Regions from separate parts of the Mus musculus genome. Here region 2 is linked to region 1. The links are chromatin contacts, called in public Hi-C maps. All regions are on one chromosome and are shown on one strand. Each heading gives the region's core, a stretch centred on a gene start, on an enhancer-like site or on the middle of the called end of the contact. The rest is flanking DNA. Distances are from core to core; before and after follow the strand shown. Region 1 has its middle 73 kb from the start of Mtss1. Region 2 has its middle 14 kb from the start of Gm36617.

Evidence for each region. Hi-C and Micro-C count contacts between places; a contact is called where the count stands out from the background.
Region 2: a contact with region 1 is called in a Hi-C map of the C2C12 cell line, with 2.2 times the contacts expected there. The contact joins two enhancer-like sites. A contact is called at or near these places in 2 of 15 datasets of contacts at CTCF or cohesin (CD8 T cells and the NIH/3T3 cell line) and 2 of 484 Hi-C or Micro-C datasets (the C2C12 cell line and liver).

Annotation. Positions count from the first base shown.
Region 1 is chr15:59,152,528-59,157,307 of GRCm38.p6, reverse strand. No RefSeq gene overlaps it. Among named protein-coding and RNA genes, the nearest start is that of Mtss1, 73 kb to the right of the region's middle. Within about 2 kb of position 2,462, at least 79 of the 459 cell types and tissues checked have an H3K27ac peak or open chromatin away from gene starts, as enhancers often do. A contact at or near this core is called in the C2C12 cell line, where this site is marked.
Region 2 is chr15:59,229,379-59,234,158 of GRCm38.p6, reverse strand. No RefSeq gene overlaps it. Among named protein-coding and RNA genes, the nearest start is that of Gm36617, 14 kb to the left of the region's middle. Within about 2 kb of position 2,903, at least 14 of the 459 cell types and tissues checked have an H3K27ac peak or open chromatin away from gene starts, as enhancers often do. A contact at or near this core is called in the C2C12 cell line, where this site is marked.

The sequences.
Region 1 (4,780 bases), core at 1,213-3,712:
CTTCTTTTCACTGCTGGGCTTTGAAGCTGTGACCTCCCAGATGATAGATAAGTGTTCTATCACTGAACTATACTCTCAGTCCCCTTTGACAAATCCTCCATATAAATTAACGATGACTTTTGCTACACTGCTTTTGTGTTTCTGATAGGAAGTACTGGAGGTGGAGAATGTCCACTTGGCATGGTTACTGTAATCGGAGTTGTTCTCCAGCATTCCTCAGTGGATCCCTGACTTTTCAAGGTCCTGCACGATGTGACTATTCCCTTCCTCCGTTTATCTAGGTGACCTAGGCCTCCAAAGACTACATTTCCTCTCTACTTCACGTCTTCCACACGCCCTCACCCAATGAGCCTTACTGATCCTTTAAGCCAGAGACCTAAATGTGTTTCTTTAGAGCTACCTGTGCTGATTCACTGGAATGGTTGATGTTCCACATCTGGTTTAGGTCCAGGTGGAACTATCAAAACATAAGAGGTATTCTATTCTGGAGGACTTTAATAAAGGGGAGTGGTTATAGGTGTCGTTGGATTGTACACAGAAAGAGATTGAAGTAAGTCAGGGATTAGCAGGATAGAGTGGCCAATCCTAGAACTGGGAAACAAAAGGACATGGGGATGTTTGCAGGACAGAGAAGCCCCTAGCTCCTGCTGGTACATCTGAAGAAGCGGTGCGGGGCTGGGCATGGGGATGGGAGCCAGATGCTGCTTTAGGCAGAGTGGGCACTCAGTCATCTAAGAGAGGACACACATGGGTGCAGTGATGTTGGCCAAGAACGAGAGAAAACAGAAAGAGGTTCCTGTTCTCCTCTGACTTCCTCATGTCTCCTATTAGCAGAACCCAGCAAAAAAGACGGCTGCTGCCTAGAAATGGAGTTTTCAGAGCCCCACCCGGGTGTTCCAGAGTCAAGTGTAGAACAGATGTTGAGCTCTGCTGCTGGTGCCGAATGTTCGTCACAACCATAACTGAATTTTTTGTGACTGTTTCCTATTCCTCTTCTTCCCTACCAGGCATGTCTAAGCTGCAGGCTCCGTGTATCCCAGGATAGCCATAAATGTGGCCCAGCACACTTGAAGATGCCAGTGTCACGTGGGAACATCAAGTCTGGGAACCACTTAGCCTGGGCTGTAAGTTCACTGGCGGAAAAGCTACAGTGACTTGCTTTCTTGCTGTCTTCACCTACAGCAAATGTATCTGGGATACTGGGAATCTTCAAGAGTTGCTCACTGAAATGGATTCATGAGAGAAGTAGTATTCATGAGATAGGAGAACAAGTACTGAAGTACTGAAATTCTTCTTTTTCTTTAAGATTTTTTTTTTTAATGTATAGACAGGCAGATATCTGTGGGCGCCGGATCCTGGGAAACTGGAGTTTACAGGCAGTTGTGCCCAGTGGTATGTGAACTCGGGACTTCTGGAAGAGCAGGAAGCATTCTTAACCTCTAAGCCACTTACTTCACCAGCTCCAAGTACTGGGATTCTCATGTAAGAGGATGTGCTGGGGTGAGATTTGGGAAGATGGCTCTGTGGTAAAGTGTTTGCCATGCAGACATGAGGAGCTAAGTTCAGACACGAGCTGGGCATGGCACATCTGCGATGCTAGCACTAGACAGGGTGGAGACAAGAGGATTCCTCAGGGCACCATGGCTAGCCAGTCTAGGCAAAATAGCAAGTTCTGGCTTTCTTGAGAGAGCCTGTCTCCAAAAATAAAGTGATGAATGAGAGAAAAAAAAATCCTGACATTAACCTCTAGTTTCTATGTGCACATTCAAAGAAACACACACAGACACACACACACTACACTCACTCATACACACACTCACAGAAGAGGCAGGGGAGGGAGAGCAAGAGAGCAGTACTAGCAAGGGATGAGCTAATGTCAGTGATGTTGGTCAAAGTCTTAACTCAGACTGGTCCTACAGGGCTCTGGACAGTGAACTACTCCCTAGGCCTGCTGCCCCCTTAGGGTACTCTGTCAGGCACTGGCTGCAGTGGAGGACCCTCAAGATGCAAATAATTTATGCAACCTCCCTGTTGAGGGTGGCTCCTGAAGGAAAAGGGAAAGTCCCCAGAGAAGAGGCCTTTGTGAGAATCAGCAGCCATCACCCACAGCAGGGGACATGGCAGACCCACCTGTGCAGAGGGCTCAGGGGGACACAAAGCACGTCTTCAGCCAAGGGTGGTGGTACCCACTCTTCACAGGGAGCTGTGGCAGAGGCTTTCAGGTCTTTCTGTGGTCTTAGGTTTCTTCTGCTGCACTTTGCAAGATAGAGTGGATTCCTTTCATCCTGTGGGGATTTTTATCAGACATGACAGAAGCTAAAATGTTAATTGCCCACATTCCTGGGTTGCCTGGGCCCTGGCATGTCTTCTGCAGCCAGGAGCAACCACAGACATAGCCTCAGCACCACAGGGACCCTCAAATGGCAGATTCCATCCCCACATGCTCTCCTCTGCGGAAGAAAGACAGGCCCCTCACTCCTTCCTTAGCTGCCCCGCAGGTGCCCACTCAGTGGTGGCCTGGCAGCCTGCACCAAAGAATGTCACTCTGGCTTAAGGCCCAGCCTCAGACAAAAGCCCTTTTGGAGCTAAGCCTACATCCTCTGGCTGACAAGACCCTCCCCCATCACCAACCAGGGAGGGCAGCTAAATTCATCTCCCTCCAACTGATGCTCCCCACAGGGCAAAGCCACCTCCCTACTCAGGAAGCAAAAGGCGTCTGAACTCTTTTGCCTCTGGCTTTCCGACAAATAGCTGACTGTCCTCACACTGAACAGGAGAGGGTGATCAGACAACACTGCCCCAGACCAGGCCAAAGAGGCCTCCAGACACACGTGTGCACTGGGAGCTGGGAGGAGGGGGCTAAGCATCAAGAACAAAGGACAACCTTCACACCCAACCCTGCCTCTGGCCGGGAGCTTGGAGTCACACTGCCTTGAGTTTAAATTTCTGTTTTGCTGGGAGTACCAGCCAACCACTGGGCAGGTCCGGCCCTGAACTCTTTGCCACTTTTCCATGAAGAGAAGAATACCAGGTGATTACCTGTTTTGAAGATTAAGAGTAATAGTATAAGATCCTAGTAGACCTCACCTGGCAGCCTGGCACTGTCGCCACAAACCAGTCTTCTGCTACATTCCCTCCTGATCCCACAGCTGAAGACCTCAGCCCCTTAGACCGCCAATTTGCAAATGAATGGACTTAAACTTAAACTTCTTCAGTTTTGTTTCCCTGGAAAACATTCCTAGAACCCTACTTGTTAGGCCTTAAAACCCGGGCCGCAGCGACCTCCTCTCAGGTTGATCCTTAAACCCAGCCTTTGTTTTTTGAGATGCTGACAATTACTGCAGCTCTTTGTTCAGTGTCTCTTGGCTAACTGTCAGCTCCCGAGGATGTGGCTGTCCTGACGCCAATTTGAACTGATTTTTTTTTTTTTTTTGCAAGTGAAATTTCAAGGGACAATGTGCCAGGTGTCTCAGTGAGCTGGAGTCTGGTGGGCTCTCTGTCCTCTGCTCTGTAAGAGCCCTCATTCATGTTTGGGTGGTGAGAGACTTGTTTTCACACTTGGTATTTCATTCCATCTTCACAATGATGGCGCTGAGGTGGCTATTGATCCGCCCACTTTGCAATTATCCCATTCATGAATAAGAAAACCAGTAAGACCGTACATATGGAGGGCGGGATGTGTGGCACCTGCTGCTTTGGCGGTGGGACCTAGGCTTCTGTTTAGGAAGCGTTATTTCAGCAAGCTGTTGAACGTCTCTTCTGCTTCAGGTATGCTGCGATACATACATGGGTTACAGAAGAGTGAACACCTCCTAGCTGGAGAGGCAGGTGTATAAACCACACCGTGTGATATGCTTTATAGTATATATACCTCCACCAGCTTCACTACCCTCTCCTTGCTCCAAGTTTCTTTTCAATGTTCACGGCAGTCCTTCATCCAGAAAGGGGCCTGGCTCTTATGCTTGGTTTAAGTGATGAACATGGCTAGGCCACTGTTCATGGAGCTGTGTGCTTACAAATTGGGGCTGTAATAAAGAGTTCCCTGTCATGTTATACTTCAGAACTCTTAAGATATTCACGCTTCATATACACAAGGGAAATCCCCGAGTATGAATTCCCCTATTATTCAAAGATTACTGTTGTGAGTTGGGTCACAACTCCCAAAAAGAGATTGTTGCAGTCCCAACCCCCATTCTCATAACTATGACCTTATTTGGAAATATGGTCATTGTGGATGTAATTAAATTAAAGCCATAGTGAATAAAGACAGAACCTAAACCCAATGACTAGGAGGCTTGGGGACACCGACCTTTGAGAAAGAAGGTCACGTGACACAGAAGAGAGACCTGAAACACAACTCTAAGCCAAGGATGCCCAGATCACCCATAAAGACACAGAAAGGGAGTCCCCCTTAGGACCAGAAGGAACTAGTCCTGCTGATACCTTGATTCTGACTTAGGCCCCTCAACTATGAGATAATCGAGTTGTCCTTTCAGCTGCCCAGGCTGTGATTCTAAGAAGGATCATGTTCGAATCCCCGAGCAGTCTCTTGGTAGAAGGTAGAGAATGTTCCCAAATGTGATTCTAACATAATTGTTTGGCGGCCTTCTTAATTTCAGCCTATTCGAGTCACCTTTCCGCCTCTCTGGACCAAATGTCTTAGTTGGTGTCACTTGAATAGAGAAGTCATGAAGAGAATCTGGGGGCACATGAAAGGGAAGAATGTGGGGAGGGTGCGGGGGGGGTGATGGTAGCGGAGATTCAAATAAAGCCGGGTGCC
Region 2 (4,780 bases), core at 1,654-4,153, 76 kb before region 1:
GCATGTATGGTGTTCAGTCATGTATCTTCTTCAGTTGTTCCCTGCACTATTTATTTGAGATAAGGTCTCTTATCGATCCTGGGGCTCGCGGATTCAGTAAGGATGTCTGGCTAGAGAGCTCCAGGGACCTGCCTGTCTCTGCCTATGTACTGATTTCTATATGGGCTCTAGAGATCCAAACTTAGGTCCTCAAGATTACAAAGCAAGCAACTGCTTGGTCCAACGGAACTGCCAGGTCAGATCTGGTATAGTTCCCATCCCTGGAGCAGAGCCAGCAGGACGTGGGTCTTCTCTACTACTACTGAAGGTTGTTGTAGACATAGGGTGTGTTTGTATAATAATGTATATGTTTTACTTTATGTTCCTCTTTCATGGAATGTTCTCCTGGTCAAGGGTAATGATTCCATGATAATTAGAAACAGCACAGTTCCAGGAAGTGAGAATGTGTCTGGTGATCCTCAGCAAAATGGTAGCACTGTGACCTTCAGAACAGCCCTTAAGGATGTCGGAAAGAACTCTGAAAACATGAATCAAGAATATGTAAATCAATGTAATAACTGCTCTTTATAGGATTTCTCAACTACACAAAATATTAGGATGCAATATAAATTGCATGAGGGGCTTCATGGACCTGAAAGAACAGAGGCCCCTAAACTAATGAGCCAGCTTTTGTGAGGAGCAGGTGTGGCAGCAGTCCCAAGATGGCGCCCGGGACTGCAGCTAAGTCTTATGACTTGCACCTGACTTCCTCATACACCTGAAAATAAGCCACGACCATCGTGAGAGCTGCACAGGTGCACCATGATGCTGGTGGTTTAAACAAGTCCATATTTGGTGGAGACATGCCCCTGCCGCCCTGATTGGCTGAAGCTGCGTGCCTGGTGAGGTGGCGTGGCCTGCCGTGAGTGGATGGGGGCTGAGAGTATATAAGGAGTCCTCCCTGGGTTCCCAGGGTCCCCTAGCAGCATCGAGGCGTTCCTGCAGTAAAGGCTGTTGAGAAGAATCAGACCATGTTGTGTCTTCCTTGCCAGCCGAGGTGGGCGCAGCAAGCTTTATCAAGAAGATATCAAGGCAGAAGCTAAAGAGGTTTAGGGAGTGGTGATCTCAGAGCATGATCCCACTCAGCTAAACTTATTGTTTGTGTTTGCAATTGAACAAGGATTAGTTTGGACTGTTAGTCTGGAATGAACTATAATCCAGAAATGAAGGGCACAATCATGATTCAGATCTTGAGGCTGAAAGACACAGGTTTTGATCCAGATCATGAGGAATAGTGGCCATGAAAATCTTAGGTCCAGGAATGGTGGTATACCTCTAATCCCAGGAGATAAAGGCAAACATATTTTTGAACTGAAAGCCAGCCTGGGACAGAGCAAGTTCTAGGAAAAATTTCTAAGAAAAGCTTATGTCTCGGGCATGGTGGTACACACCTTTAATCCCAGAATTCAGGAAACAGAGCCATGCAGATCTCTGAGCTCAAGGTCTGTCTACAGAGCAAGTTCCAGGGCAGCCAAACTTATTTAGTGAAGGCGTTGGAAAACAGAAAGCTGGTGATAATGTAATAGAACGAGTGGCCCATGTTCCAGCTCTAGCAAGCAGCAGAACTCAGCAGCTTCAGCCACGTGTTTGTCTTTAGAATCAAAGGGGCTAAGGTCAGGAAATGATGATTCATGGGTTAACCAAAAGGGAGCCTGGAGTAAATGATTGAATTGATATGTAATTCCTGAAGAAGTAGCTTATGCAAAATAAAACATAGACTTTGATCTGCAAGAGAGTGCTATCTCAGAGAGCTATCTCGAGCGGAACACAGAGCTGTCAGCTTGCATCCATCACTGACTCTAAGTAATTCATTCACTGGTCCCAGACACCCCTTCCTCAGGACCCTCTCCCAAGCTAAGGCTCGTCCTCAGCATGGAACTATCTTCCCAGTCCCTCCCTCTGCTTTTCTTTGAGACAGGGTGCTACTTTTCTTGACTCTGTTGGCTTTGAACTCACTATGTAGCCCAGGCTGGTTTCAAACTCATGTCAATACTCTTGCCTCAGGCTCACAAGTGCTAGGATTATAAGCACAAGCCAACACATTCACTTAGGGCAATAGTTCTCAAACTTCTCAATGCTGAAACACTTTAATATAGTTCCTCATGTTATGATAACCCTTGTTGAGGTCTGCCCACAGCATAGCTGTAGCCATTTTGTTCCATGCCTGCCAGCTATTTCATATTGTTGCTGTAATATACCTGCCAATCATTGACACAGAAAAATAACTTGACTCACAGCAGGGTCATGCTGACCTCATACCCTTTAAGCTCTGTATGAGATTTGTTAATCTTAGGAAATTTCACAAATTTTTTATAAGACCTATCAAGTTAAATGTCAACATGAACTGTTATGTCTAAAAATGGCTTGAGTCAGAGCTGGCCACCGGGCAGCACTTCCAGTACCTGCATATGAGCTCATTGTCTTCTGTCTTTTCCCTTCATATGCCTGCCCTGAGAAATATTTGTAGTCACAGCTCAGATAATTCTGAGCTATATCCCTGATCGGCTCAGTATTAGTGTGTGCGTTCAATAAACCATCCCTGTCTTACTGAGATTGGTGTTTCTCTGGTTTGTGGAGCAACTCCCAGACCCCAACAACCCCCAACCATAAAATTATTTTTGTTGCTACTTCATAATTGTAATTTTGCTACTGTTATAAATCCTAGTGTAAGTATCTGATAGGCAACTCCCAAAGGGTCATGACCCACAGACTGAGAACCACTGAATCGGTCCATTGTTTTAAAAAGCTCATAGCTCTATGCTTTCACCAGAAAGCTGTGTTTGTGGGAGTCATGACAATAAAGAGAAACCCAGGTATAGAGCCCGGTGGTGTTCAGGACCTGGTGAAGCCTGTCTCTGTCTAAGTGCTTCCTAGGCAAATGTTTTTTAGTTAATTATTTACCCTCTAGGGATAGTCACTTCAGCTTTCATATGAAAACTTACTTAAAACTGGGTTTTGCTTATGGGAATGTACTTTGTACAAGCACACAGACTACAAATATTGTAATACAGGGAGTTTAACATTTATTGAATGCTTAGTGTATTCTAGACATGATTTTAAGTGTGTTACTTTATTACAGCCCAGGATAACCCTACAAGGCAAGAATTGACTGATGGTTTTAATTTTAATTTCAATATTTCTTTATATAATGGGGAAGCTGAGAAACAGTAAATCTGTGAACTTGACAGAGTATATACACAGTGACTGACTGAGGTATTCTGGTAACAAGAGTCTGTCTTGTATTGGTGGAGTTTTGTTTGCTAGAGTCAGGCAGGGCCTAATGTCTGGTTCCTCCTCTTACATTTTGGATTCCTTCCCTGACCCCATGAGCTCCAGGGCTTTGAGTTATTTATTCATATCCCCAGGGGACTGTTTTATCCAGAGTAATATCTAACTCCTCAACAGGTGTTCAGTCAACTCTGTCTGGGGGAGCTGAAGATGCTTTCAGTGAGTCATAGTTCAAGGAAATAAATAGAACTATATAGAAGCTGGAGCAAACTGGGGTGTTTGAACCTATTCAGAAGCCAGTCCCCAGCTCTAATAGAACTGCTAGTAAGAAGCAGGACCCTATGGCACCAACAGACTCTGCTCTTTGACTCAAGACAAATCAAGTGAAGTATCTTAAGTTTTAAACAGCAACATTAAAGCCTACCAGTGCTCCTCAAACCACATGACACATCATGTCAGCTACGGTTCATGGGCCACCATTTTGTAGCCTCTGACCTGAGCCACAATGAAAAGGTGGTCCTCCCAAGTGCAGTGAATTGAGGATTATTGCGAAAGTGACCTCATTCCCTTAAATATTGTCCCAGTGTGACCACAGTTTCCACTATTTTAAGTTTATTCTCCAAGATAAGTTCAAGTTTTCTGTGTTCATTAAGACTGAAAAGTCCAAAAAACCTTGGGAATAAAAATTTTCAATCCCCCAAGAAGCAAGCTGGACTCCTCAGAGTCCACCAACAATGAGCGGTTGATGAGTGACAACCCTGACTTAGAGGGGACAAGTCTGGAGCTGAATCTGCTCCTGGGACACCTGGCCAGAGGAGATAACAAGGCCAGAACTGAGCTGGTCTCTGAAACTCTTCAAGGTCTCATCAAATATAATTATGCTAACTTAACAACCAATCAAAATTGTACTAATGGCACTGCATTCTGGCTGCCAATCATATTAGAGGTTACCTAGCCCTTCTGGAAAATTCCCCTTGCCCTGCATTAAAGGGGGACTGTGAGCCCCATAGGTTGTCACCATTTTGATGAATGGTCGACCCCTGCACGCTCTTTCTTCAGAATAAATGATCTTTGTTTTTGCATACTATTTGAGTCTGGCATCTTCCTTCAGTGATTCTTTGGCCCTGACAAAGACAACATGGCAGAGAAAGCTAACCTCCTAAAACCCATCCCATGCTATGAAAAAAAAAAATGCGACCAGACATTCAAACATCCAGCTAAGAGGCACAGTGAGAGCATCTGAGCAGATGAGAGTAAAGCAATAGAACCATTTAGCCACTAGTTCTGCCGTCCCAGGCTGGCCTCCACAACCTCTCCTGGGCCTAATAGGAAGGAAGCAATGCTGGTAGCTGACAGCAGCAGCAGCAGCAGCAGCAGCAGCAGCAGCAGCAAAAGGTCTCTTAGGCTCTTGCTATTTCAACTGTGGGAAAAAAGGCAGGAGAGGCATGTGCTGGGTAGAACAGAACCTGCAGAAGTGAAGAAGAAGGAAAGTTCAGAACTGAGGAGGGGGTGA